2 separate regions of the Sus scrofa genome follow, and region 1 is linked to region 2. Evidence: chromatin contacts called from public HiChIP or PLAC-seq data. All regions are on one chromosome and are shown on one strand. Each heading gives the region's core, a stretch centred on a gene start, on an enhancer-like site or on the middle of the called end of the contact. The rest is flanking DNA. Distances are from core to core; before and after follow the strand shown.

Region 1 (4,583 bases), core at 4-2,503, 1.5 Mb before region 2:
AATTTAAGAGTCAAGCGCCTACATTAATCTGAGTCTAAAATAATAGGTCCTTGATTTAAAATCTCCTAACATTCTTTCACACTTCATAAAACTAAAAATAAAATCGTCTCAGCAAACACTGACCTGTTAGTCCAGCCAAAGTACTGTATTTCAAGGAAAACTGGAGCAAGAGGTCTCAAAACTACTAAGTGCCAGCAGTTTACTGTTTGTAGGCTTAACTGGTCTTAAACGTGGCCTGGAGGCCAAGAGACTATGGACTGGAGAGAAAAAGAGATTTATTCCCCTTCTTAAATCAAAAGCAGATTCCATGCTTCAACTGCCCCCTAACTCGCCCGCCCTGCCCCCACGAGGTTGTTTTCACCTATTTTTGTATATATTTTACGCGAAGATGACAGGTGAGGAAAGGTTAAAGTGCTGTGTCTGGTCCACAAAGTAAACAGAGGGGTTAGGGCGGTGTTATTTATTTACAAGGCATTCAGCCTCTCAGCTGTTTTTCCCTTTTTGGCGTTTGGAAGCTAGCAGTCCTTTAGAAAAAAAAGACAGTTTTGGCAGGAATGTTCTTTGTGCCCGCCTTCCTTTTTACGGGAGAGAAAGGGAACAGATTTATAATTACAGCCTTGTGGCGGGGGGGCAAGAGAAAAAGTTTCGTGCGGGACATCGATGCCTCTTTTTTTTTTTTTTTTAAATGGCCAATACCTTGCCACAAGCAGCTTTGGTGCCACTCGGAACCGCCCGCCCACCCCACCCTGTCGCCCCCTCCCCTTCCCTCTGCAGGCTCGCTCAGGCAGGCGGAGGCGCAGTTAAATTCCAGCACCTTCTTTACATACCCCCAAACTACTACGAGCTATTACTACGGCTGCCCTCCCTTTCGCTGCCTCCTCCCCTTCCCAGCGTCCCGGGAGGAGCCTCGCAGCGGCCCTGGGAGAAGACTGTCAGCATGGGATAACGGGCGCCCAACTCCGTCAAGGCTCTGGGCTTTCCGCATCCTGCGCAGTTTCTCTGCTCAGGCGCAAACACAGCTCAGAGCCGGCGCCTTGCAAACCCACACGGATCCACGCATACAGTAGAGCTGTCTCGATCCACATTCTTGCACACCGCCCCCTCCGCTCCCCCCCCACCCCCCGAGCTCAGGGAGTCGCTGAGCGGGGCGAGTGACAGACGCGTCCCGCCAACCCGCGTCCGGGCGGGCAGGGAGGAGCGGCGCGAGGGGCCAACAGCGGCGCGTCTTCCGGCGCCCAAGGAGGCGGCGAGGGTGGGACACGGGGCGGAGCCGGAGTTTAGGAAGAGGAGGGGATGGCTGTCATCAATGAAGTCATATTCATAATCTAGTCCTCTCTCCCTCGGTTTCTGTACTCTGGGTGACTCAGAGAGGAAAGAGATTCAGCCAGCACACTCCTCGCGAGCAAGGTAAATATAACTTACAACTCCTTTCTCCTCTTTCCCCTCCCTCTGGCCTCCCGGCTGCAGACGCCGCATAAACCCCTCAGGCACCGCGCCGCCTTCGCCGGGGATCGTTCATTATTATCCTAATTATTATTTATTGTGCATGCACGGAGACCAAAACAAACAGGCGGGCCAACCGCCACAACAACAACAAAAAAAGCCCGCCTCCTCCCCGCGGGCCTCAGGTGGAATGCTCTAACAACAGCTCCCGGGCAGCGGTGGAAGGAACGGGAAAGTTTCAACCGAACCTTACTGTTCTGATAATAACAGTAATAATTATTACTTAAAGGAGGCAAGGGGAGGAAAATCCCACCAAAACACAGCCTTGACCCTAGGTAGGCAGTCAGCGATGCACTGCCAACTCAAGGTTGTAGCACACACATACACTCGGCAAGGTTGCAATCCCTCCATTCCCTTAAAAGCTGGGGTGGTGAGGGAGGAGGCAGGAGGATCGGGGGAATAGGATGGAAACGCGACAGTTCTTCCAGAGCAGTCCTCCCCGGAAGAGTTGGAAGGAGAGCAGGAGAGGAGGGCGAGAAGCCCGGGCTGCCGGCGGGGATCCAACGAACGCGGCTGACACCCGCTTCCTGGGGACTTGTTTAAAGGGCTCCGGCTGCGGAGACGCGAGAGGATCGCGGCGGGAGAAGCCGGAGCTGGCGCGCCAAAGCGGCGGCAGTCAACGCCGCGGGGCCGGTGCGTGCGGGATCTGAGGTGTCACCTCCACTTTGCGCGTTCCCTCGGGCGGGGATGGGGACGCTGACCGGTAGGCAGGCCTTTAGGCAAAAGGGCTGCTGGGGGGCTGTGTCTGGGGCACTACGGACGTCCTGGTACCTGGCGGCCGCGCGGGCTCGGGTGTTGAAGTTCGGGTGTCCGGCCGGGGCCGCACTGCTGGGAGGGAAGAGGCCGGATAGAAGGAGGTCGGAGGTGCCCGCCGGGCTCAGTTATCCGCCCTCTCCCTTCCCGGGTTTGTTTTCTTTTGCTTTGCGCCTTCCCCTAGCTTGAGCCGCGGGAACCGAGGGCGTGGGTCGCGGGTGATCATCCGGGTGCTAGGGGCGCGCTGGGGCCGGGGAGAGCCACGGTGACTGCGGGCCGGGGAGGCCATGATCCGGATAATCCTCTCTGCCTGACTGTCACAAACAGGACCCGCGCGCACCCGGCAGCGGCGGTGGCATTCGCCTGAGAAGGGGAAGGGCTGAGGGGTGGGGGGTGGATAGGGTGGCTGGCGAGGGCGGGAGGCGGGGAGACCGGGTGGGAGCCTCCTCCCAATGATGACACGCTCCCCTTCCTTCTCCTTCCTTGCTTTCGAGTTTGATTTATTCCCATCCCAACCTGGTTTACCCCTTCCTCCGCTCTCCCCCTCCATCTGGCCGTCTTCCCTCCTTCTGTTTGCGTTGCAAAACACGGCCATGCCATCTGCAAAGGTGTCGCGATGCACTTCCCCAAATAACCAGTCCTGCGCGCCAGCCCCTACTCGCCCTCCGTCTGCGGGCGCACACCAAGCAGGGCGCCCCGGGTGCCCCGCAGCAGGCCTTGCAGCCTGGCGCAGTTGCACCGCGCGGGGCGGGGTGCAACAGTGCGGGCTTAAGAGGGACACCAGCGTCTGACTCCCGGCACTCGGGTCGGTTTCCGGTACACGCGGGGAAATAGCCTCCTGCCTATGTCTGCGCGCTCGCCCCCGCCCCTGCCGCCTGGATTGCATTATTATTTTTATCCGGGTTGCAGTTTGCAGCGGATCCTGGTGAGCGCGGGGCTGGCCGGACTGCTAGGGGGGTGGGGGTGGCGGGGTGGAGGGAAGTTGGACGTGGATCAAGCTGGAAAAAAAAGTTTGGCAGGGAGGCTAAGTAGGGAGGGAGGGTGGGAGGGAGCAGCGAGCTCCCACAGCTCGCGTCTCCGCTCGGGGTCGGCTCGAGTGTGTCTGCGCGTGAGTGTGAGTGTGTGTTGTGCGCGCCGGGGCTAGTGCGTTGGGAGCAGTGGCGCGGGCAGCCGCTCCTGCCCGCGCCCTGCCCGGGAGCGGAGGAGGACAAGGCGAGGTTTGGTGGCGGGGGATGGTGGGGGTGGCGTGTGCGTGTGGCTGTGAGTGTGAGTGTGCGCGGGCGAGCGGCAGAGAATCAGGAAGTCACAGCAGCGAAGCGCACACAGACATGTTTGATCGCCGTGACATGACGCGCGCGAGGGAGGAAGCGGCAGCGGCAGTGGCGGCGGGGGCCGGGCGGCGGGCTCCGGCGCGGGCCTAGGAATCCGGCGGGGAGACCCGCTCCGGGCCGCCGGCCGCGCCGCCTCTGTAGGCTCGCAGAGCCCAGTGCCTCTTTTTGTTCCGCGTCCCCCAGGTAAGGAGCCTGCGCCGCCGCCGCCGGCCGAGTGTGGAGCTTTCCACCTCTTTCCCGGCGGCCCCCTCCAGTCTCCCGGCTCGCCTTTCCTGCAAAGTCAGGCAGGCTGGGGAAACCCAGTCCCTGCCCTCAGATCGATCGCTTGGAAAACTTTTCAGCGGGAGGTACAACAAGGGGAAGAAAAAGGCCGCACTGGCTGCTGTCCCTTGTCAGTCCTTTCTCCTCCCGGTCCAGAGTAGATTCGCGGCGCCCTGGGGCTGTTGCACATTCAAACTTCGGGCCTAAACGCGCTTGCAACTCTCGCAGGATTTACTCCAGGAATAAAATTAATATTCAAAATCGCCCACTTGATCCTGCCAGGCTTTGGGATTTTTTAAAAGCAGGAGACAGGTTGGGGGGTCGAGGGAAGTGGGGGTGTCGTGCAGAATCCATGCCTTCTTTAATGTCTGCAGCGGGTGTTATGTAATTTTAGTAGCACATGGGTGCAAAGCCCATACTGGGCTTCTTCCCTTCTTTGTTTATATAACTTCTGGGAGAGTTTTGCAAGGTTGTCGCCTCCACCCCCCTTCACCTGATGGAGGTTAGTGCTTGTGCTAAAGCAAAGCCACCTGGGTGAGTATTTTATGGAGAGGTGTCATCGGTATCTCCTGGTTATTTTGTAGATTGTGTTCCTAACTGTGTGTGATGTTAGAGCATAAGAAAGACTTCAAGGATACACGTTTGTCTACTGCATTGAGTGCTTATTTTTTTATTTTTTATTTTTTTACTGTCTCTGCATTACCAATAGCAGAGTTAAATTTTAAACTTCCATTT
Region 2 (4,944 bases), core at 1,668-4,167:
CAATTCATAGGCACAAAAACTAAAGAGATTGAGATAGGCATTAAAACATACAATGAATCACAGATATTCAACTATTCAAAACAAATTACAAGCGACTCCTACTTAATAGTTGTCATTGTAAAGCTTGGCCACTTTCCACAGATTTATATTAGTCTTTTAGAAACAAGCACAAGGAAATACCAATACATAATATAGTCCCTTCTAGGAAAAAAAATCACAGAAAAAATAAACTTGGTGCTACTAAGTATTTACCCTTATGTTAATTTTTTAAATTAATATTTTGTTAGTATTTCCAGTAATTACTTACTTAGACTGTATGAATAATGTTAATACACTTGAATCTAAAGCATCTTTAACAGCAACGTTTATATCAAATATGTGCTTTTAAAAATGGATAGTAATAGAATTTAAGTCTGGCTCTAAAATGGCCAGGTAATGAAAATCTAAATTATAGGAAACCTGAGATAGTCATAATCAGTGAAATGTCTCAAAAAAGTTCTTGGACATTTCAAATAAAAAATATTAAACCATAAAATTATAGCATTATAACCTACTATACTAAAATTGTATTATGCAAATGGCATAAGGTCTGAGACTGTCTCAAGACAGCAAACTCCTATTAACTTCAGAGAGTTTATAGGACCCAGGAACTTCACCATCCAAAAGTGTTCAGGCATTTGACACTCATCTGAACAGAAAAAAAAAATACAGGTTAGTATTAGAGATGTGCATGGAACCCAGGTTGGGGAAGGGGAAATAAATATAAAGGAACTGGAGTGCTCAGAGAAAGACTTCTTTCAGAAGGAAATATCATTCTCATTTAAAAGAACAATCAAAAGGAAATGAATTTTTAAGAGTAAAAGTTTTTTTTTAAAACCTCAACTCTTATTTTACAAAATATTAGACTTAATAGTACTACCATCTCAAGAATAATTAATACTGTCACATTATTCACAGGCTGCTCTGTCAGGTCAATCAATATGTGTTCGCTGTTAGAAAGAAGACTATCTAAATAAGTATTTAAAAATTCCAAATTGCAAACTTCAACATGAACAAATAGTACATTATATTTGTTTTAGCACACATTTATTATCAAAACTCTTTACTGATAATTAAACATTAGGCTGAAAAATGAACAAATTTACAGGATCCATAAAACTAGGTTACCTCTAACCAAGACCCTACTACTTGAGGACTGACAAGTATTCAAATCCACAGGAAAAAAAAAAAAAAAAAAACAATTTTGAAGGAAAGACCTAAAAAGGAAAAAGTTCTCTCTTTTCAGCAGGTTTAAGTCACTGTCCAAAAAAAAGACTATGTTAAGTACACACATGCCTAGATCTTAACAACCACAAAGAAAGTGAAATATACACACGTTTCAAGTTGGGAAGCTTCATACATTCTTTATGAACAACTTGACTTCAATTTCAACTCTCAAAGGAAAACGAACAGAGATGAAGAAAAAAAAAAAGAAAAAGGAAAAACTCTTTAAAGTACCGTAACTGTCACAAATAACAGTGTAAACTGAGTTCTCACAATGCTTCCTTATGTCCTCTCCCTGATGGTCACACACAAAGTCCCATAACCATAATGAAAATTGTTAACACTCCACTGTTGGGGAAGGAGGCTCATCAAAGTGAAATGGAACCTCACCAGTACCCCTCCCACCTCCACATGAAGGATAAAGCACTGTCAATAACTACTAACCCAAGTTATCACAGATGCCCTGCATCCGGTTTAAATCACACACACACACACGAGAGGGAGAGAGAGAGAGAAGAGAGAGAGGGAGAGAAGAGAGACTTTTTTAAAAAAAGATCTCTTTCCCAGTGCAGCAAAGAGCCCAGCAAAGAGGCCCCAGGTTTCAGTATGTGTGCAAGGGGTGTGGGGGGAGAAGAAAGAAGGGGAGGGAAGAGTGCAGAATGGATATTAAGACTGTTTTGCAGCACAAAGAAAACACAGTTTTAAAAGAAAAGAAAAGAAAAAAAACATGCAGCTGATGATGGTAAACGAGCAGCCCATCTAGCACAAGGCAAAGAGGGGCAAAAATGAAGGGAATAGGCGGTGGGAAAAGTTCACCGTTGTACGAGGATAAAAATAACAAAACCCATAACAAGGCCCCACAAGTGAACAACAACAACAGCAAAACACCACCTCTTGGGTACCCCCCTGCACACTCTTGTCTATTTCGCTTTTGAAAGAAGCAGGAACCACGCAGCTTCGAAAAAAAAGAAAATTAAAGAAAGAAAGAAAGAAAAAAATCCTTATCTCTTCACCTGACCCTCCTCCTCAGACCCGGACCTAGGGGAGAGCTACACGGTCCGCAGCGCAAAACTGTGGCTCCCTCTCCCGCTCGGCTCGCAGCCCCCCGAGCTCCCGCTCCATCCCTGAAGCGCTGCCGCGGAGGGCCGGGGCCGGCGGGCAGGCAGCGCGGCGCCCACACCCCCGACCCAGCCGCGCGCACGGTCCATTGTAAACAAGCCCAGGGGACTGAGCCCCTCAGCAGCGGCCCCGCAGCTGCAGCCCCGGTGTCAGGAGTGAGACCCCCGCACAGCCACACTCAGCTCGCACACACGGACACACACACGCACGGACACACAGGTTCACACGCATCCACACGCTCCCACACACATGTAGAGACCGAAGAATATTCACCTTGGCTGTGGATTATTGTGGTGTTGTTGGTGGGTGATGGAGATGGTGGTGGTGGGGAGGAGGAGGAGGAAGAGGAGGAGGAGGAGGAGAGGAGTAGTTGTTGTTGATGGGTAACAGTCGCCAGGACTACGGTGACTATGGCGCTTGATTCACAAGGCAACGGTTGCTATAACTCACAAAAGAGAGAGAGGGAGAGAGAGAGAGGGAGCGAGAGGGAGAGGGAGACACTCGCACAGGGAGGGGTGGGGGAGGGAAGAGAGGAGGAGGCGGGCCGGCTAGCCGCCGGAAGGGGCGGGCCCAGCACCGTGACTGACAACCTCCAAACCCGGGTTGTAGGGGCGCGACGGAGGAAGGACTCTGAAGAGATGCGCTAGGTTGGAGAGGGATTCAAGTCACCCAGGAGTCCCTTTGAAGCAACACTACTATGCTCCCCGGAAAGGCTGGAGAGGGAATTTAGGGGTGTGGTGCGAGAGATACTTTCTTCCGAACGAGAGCTGCCAGTCTCAGCATCCAGCTTTGTGCCAAGCCTCCCAGCTGAGAGAGAGTAACGGCTAACCCAGGAGAGGGGGTGTTGATGGCTATTCCAGACAACTTACGGGACAACACGCTACAACGAGAAAAAAAAAAATCCACTTTGAAGAGTGGGCCCGCCCGAGATAAACGTCACTTCCGGGGCGGGGCGGGCGGAGGGGTCCCGGATGTGCCGCCGCTCTTTCCCCCCCTTTTTTTCTTTTCTTTTTTTTTTCATTTTCTTTTTTTTTTTTTTTCCTCGTTTCTGAGGCGCCAGCGGTGTTCCCGGTCGCAGCCATCTGCTGGCTTCTAGCATTCCTGGTGCTTCAGGGGCGGCGGGCCCGCGCTGTATTGGAGGGCCCGCGCCGCCTTCGCTCTCCTGCTCTCAGCGTCCCACCCCGCTCCAGTCTCCTGAGGCCACGACTCGGAGGAGCGCGGGCGGCGTGAGCGAGCTGCCTCCGCCGCCATCTTAGAGCAAAGGAGCGCCGGGCGCGTGTGGGAGCGGGCCGGCTTCCCCGGGTCCAGCGCGCACGGAGAAGGTCCAAGCTCGTGGGCCTTACCTCCGGAGCGCGGAGGCAAGGTCCCGATTCCCCACCTACGTAGTGGGGAGTAAGCTCTACTCAGGATGAAGAAATCGCCCTGTCGGGGAACACGAAATCGCATGGCGCCCCCCCCCCACCTTGGGAAAGGCGCTAGGAGGTGGGGTAACTTAACACCTGCTCTGTGTAGCATCCAGTTGGTTCCTATATTCCCGTTATCTTCACCTTTCAAGTGTGAAGCAAGTGTTCTTGTTTAAAGTTGACCAAACCAGGATTTGAGCACAACCCCGTGTCCTGTTACTTCCCTGGTCCAGATCCCGGGATACCTTAACAATATGCTGTATCTGAAGGTCTTGTTGCTTCAGGGTGTATTGAACTAGCCCAGTGGCTTCCGTGGGTAATGGATGTTGTTAGCACACAAGTAGCCCTCTCGAACCCCGGTTGGTGTCGATAGCCTCCGTTGCCAAGGTTCAGACATCCTCGTCCAATTCTCTGCAGGTGCAAGTCTTGCAGGAACATGCCCCCAGGCCCTGCCAATACCACAAACCTCCAACACTTGCAGCTAAGCTACTTATCCAAGACAATAACATGAGAAGCAGGGCATTAGAAAGTCCTCTTGAGGCTTACTCTCTGCACTTGCAAGATAACGGTTTGGGGCCACAGAAATTCACAATGCTAAATAATAATAACCACCATTACAGAGGTCTAAGGCTGCCCCAGACATTGTGTTTAGTGTTTGACGTGCATTATCTCATTTAATCCTCACAACACCACTATTAGGTGCATAGTCTCGTTTTTGAGAAAATAGGCACAGACTCTTGAAAGTCAGTGGTTTTATTTTACAGCTCTGTGCCGTAGAGTATTCGTTAAGAGTATTTTAGGAATTAGCTATTTAAACCATTTAAGAAAGTAATGTTGTCTTTGGTAATCTCAGTGAGTTACAGAGGTTCTTTTAACAATGTATTACAAGGTAATAGTGACCAGTGCTGAACATAGTTCTAAAACAGAAAGGTTTCAAGACCCACCAATTTAGTCTGAGGGCGATGACAATGTGACCAACAGCAGTTAAATTCTTCATATTTAGAATAATACTTTCAATATACACATGGGAAATAAAGTATGCATTCCAGCTGTATGAAAACTGGTAGTCATTATGAATATTCATTTCATTACATTTACAGATCAAGTCCTCTATTCCTGTAATGGTGTGCGGGGCGGTTGCTCACACTACACAGCTCTG

What was found. HiChIP or PLAC-seq counts read pairs in DNA pulled down with a chosen protein or histone mark.
Region 1: a contact with region 2 is called in an H3K27ac HiChIP or PLAC-seq map of alveolar macrophages. The contact joins the promoter of SMARCA2 here to the promoter of RFX3 in region 2.

What each region holds. Positions count from the first base shown.
Region 1 is chr1:219,812,108-219,816,690 of Sscrofa11.1, reverse strand. SMARCA2 (probable global transcription activator SNF2L2) reads left to right here and starts at 1,253. Exons shown (of 33, transcript XM_021064340.1): 1 at 1,253-1,407.
Region 2 is chr1:218,338,401-218,343,344 of Sscrofa11.1, reverse strand. RFX3 (transcription factor RFX3) reads right to left here and starts at 2,917. Exons shown (of 19, transcript XM_021064186.1): 1 at 2,656-2,917.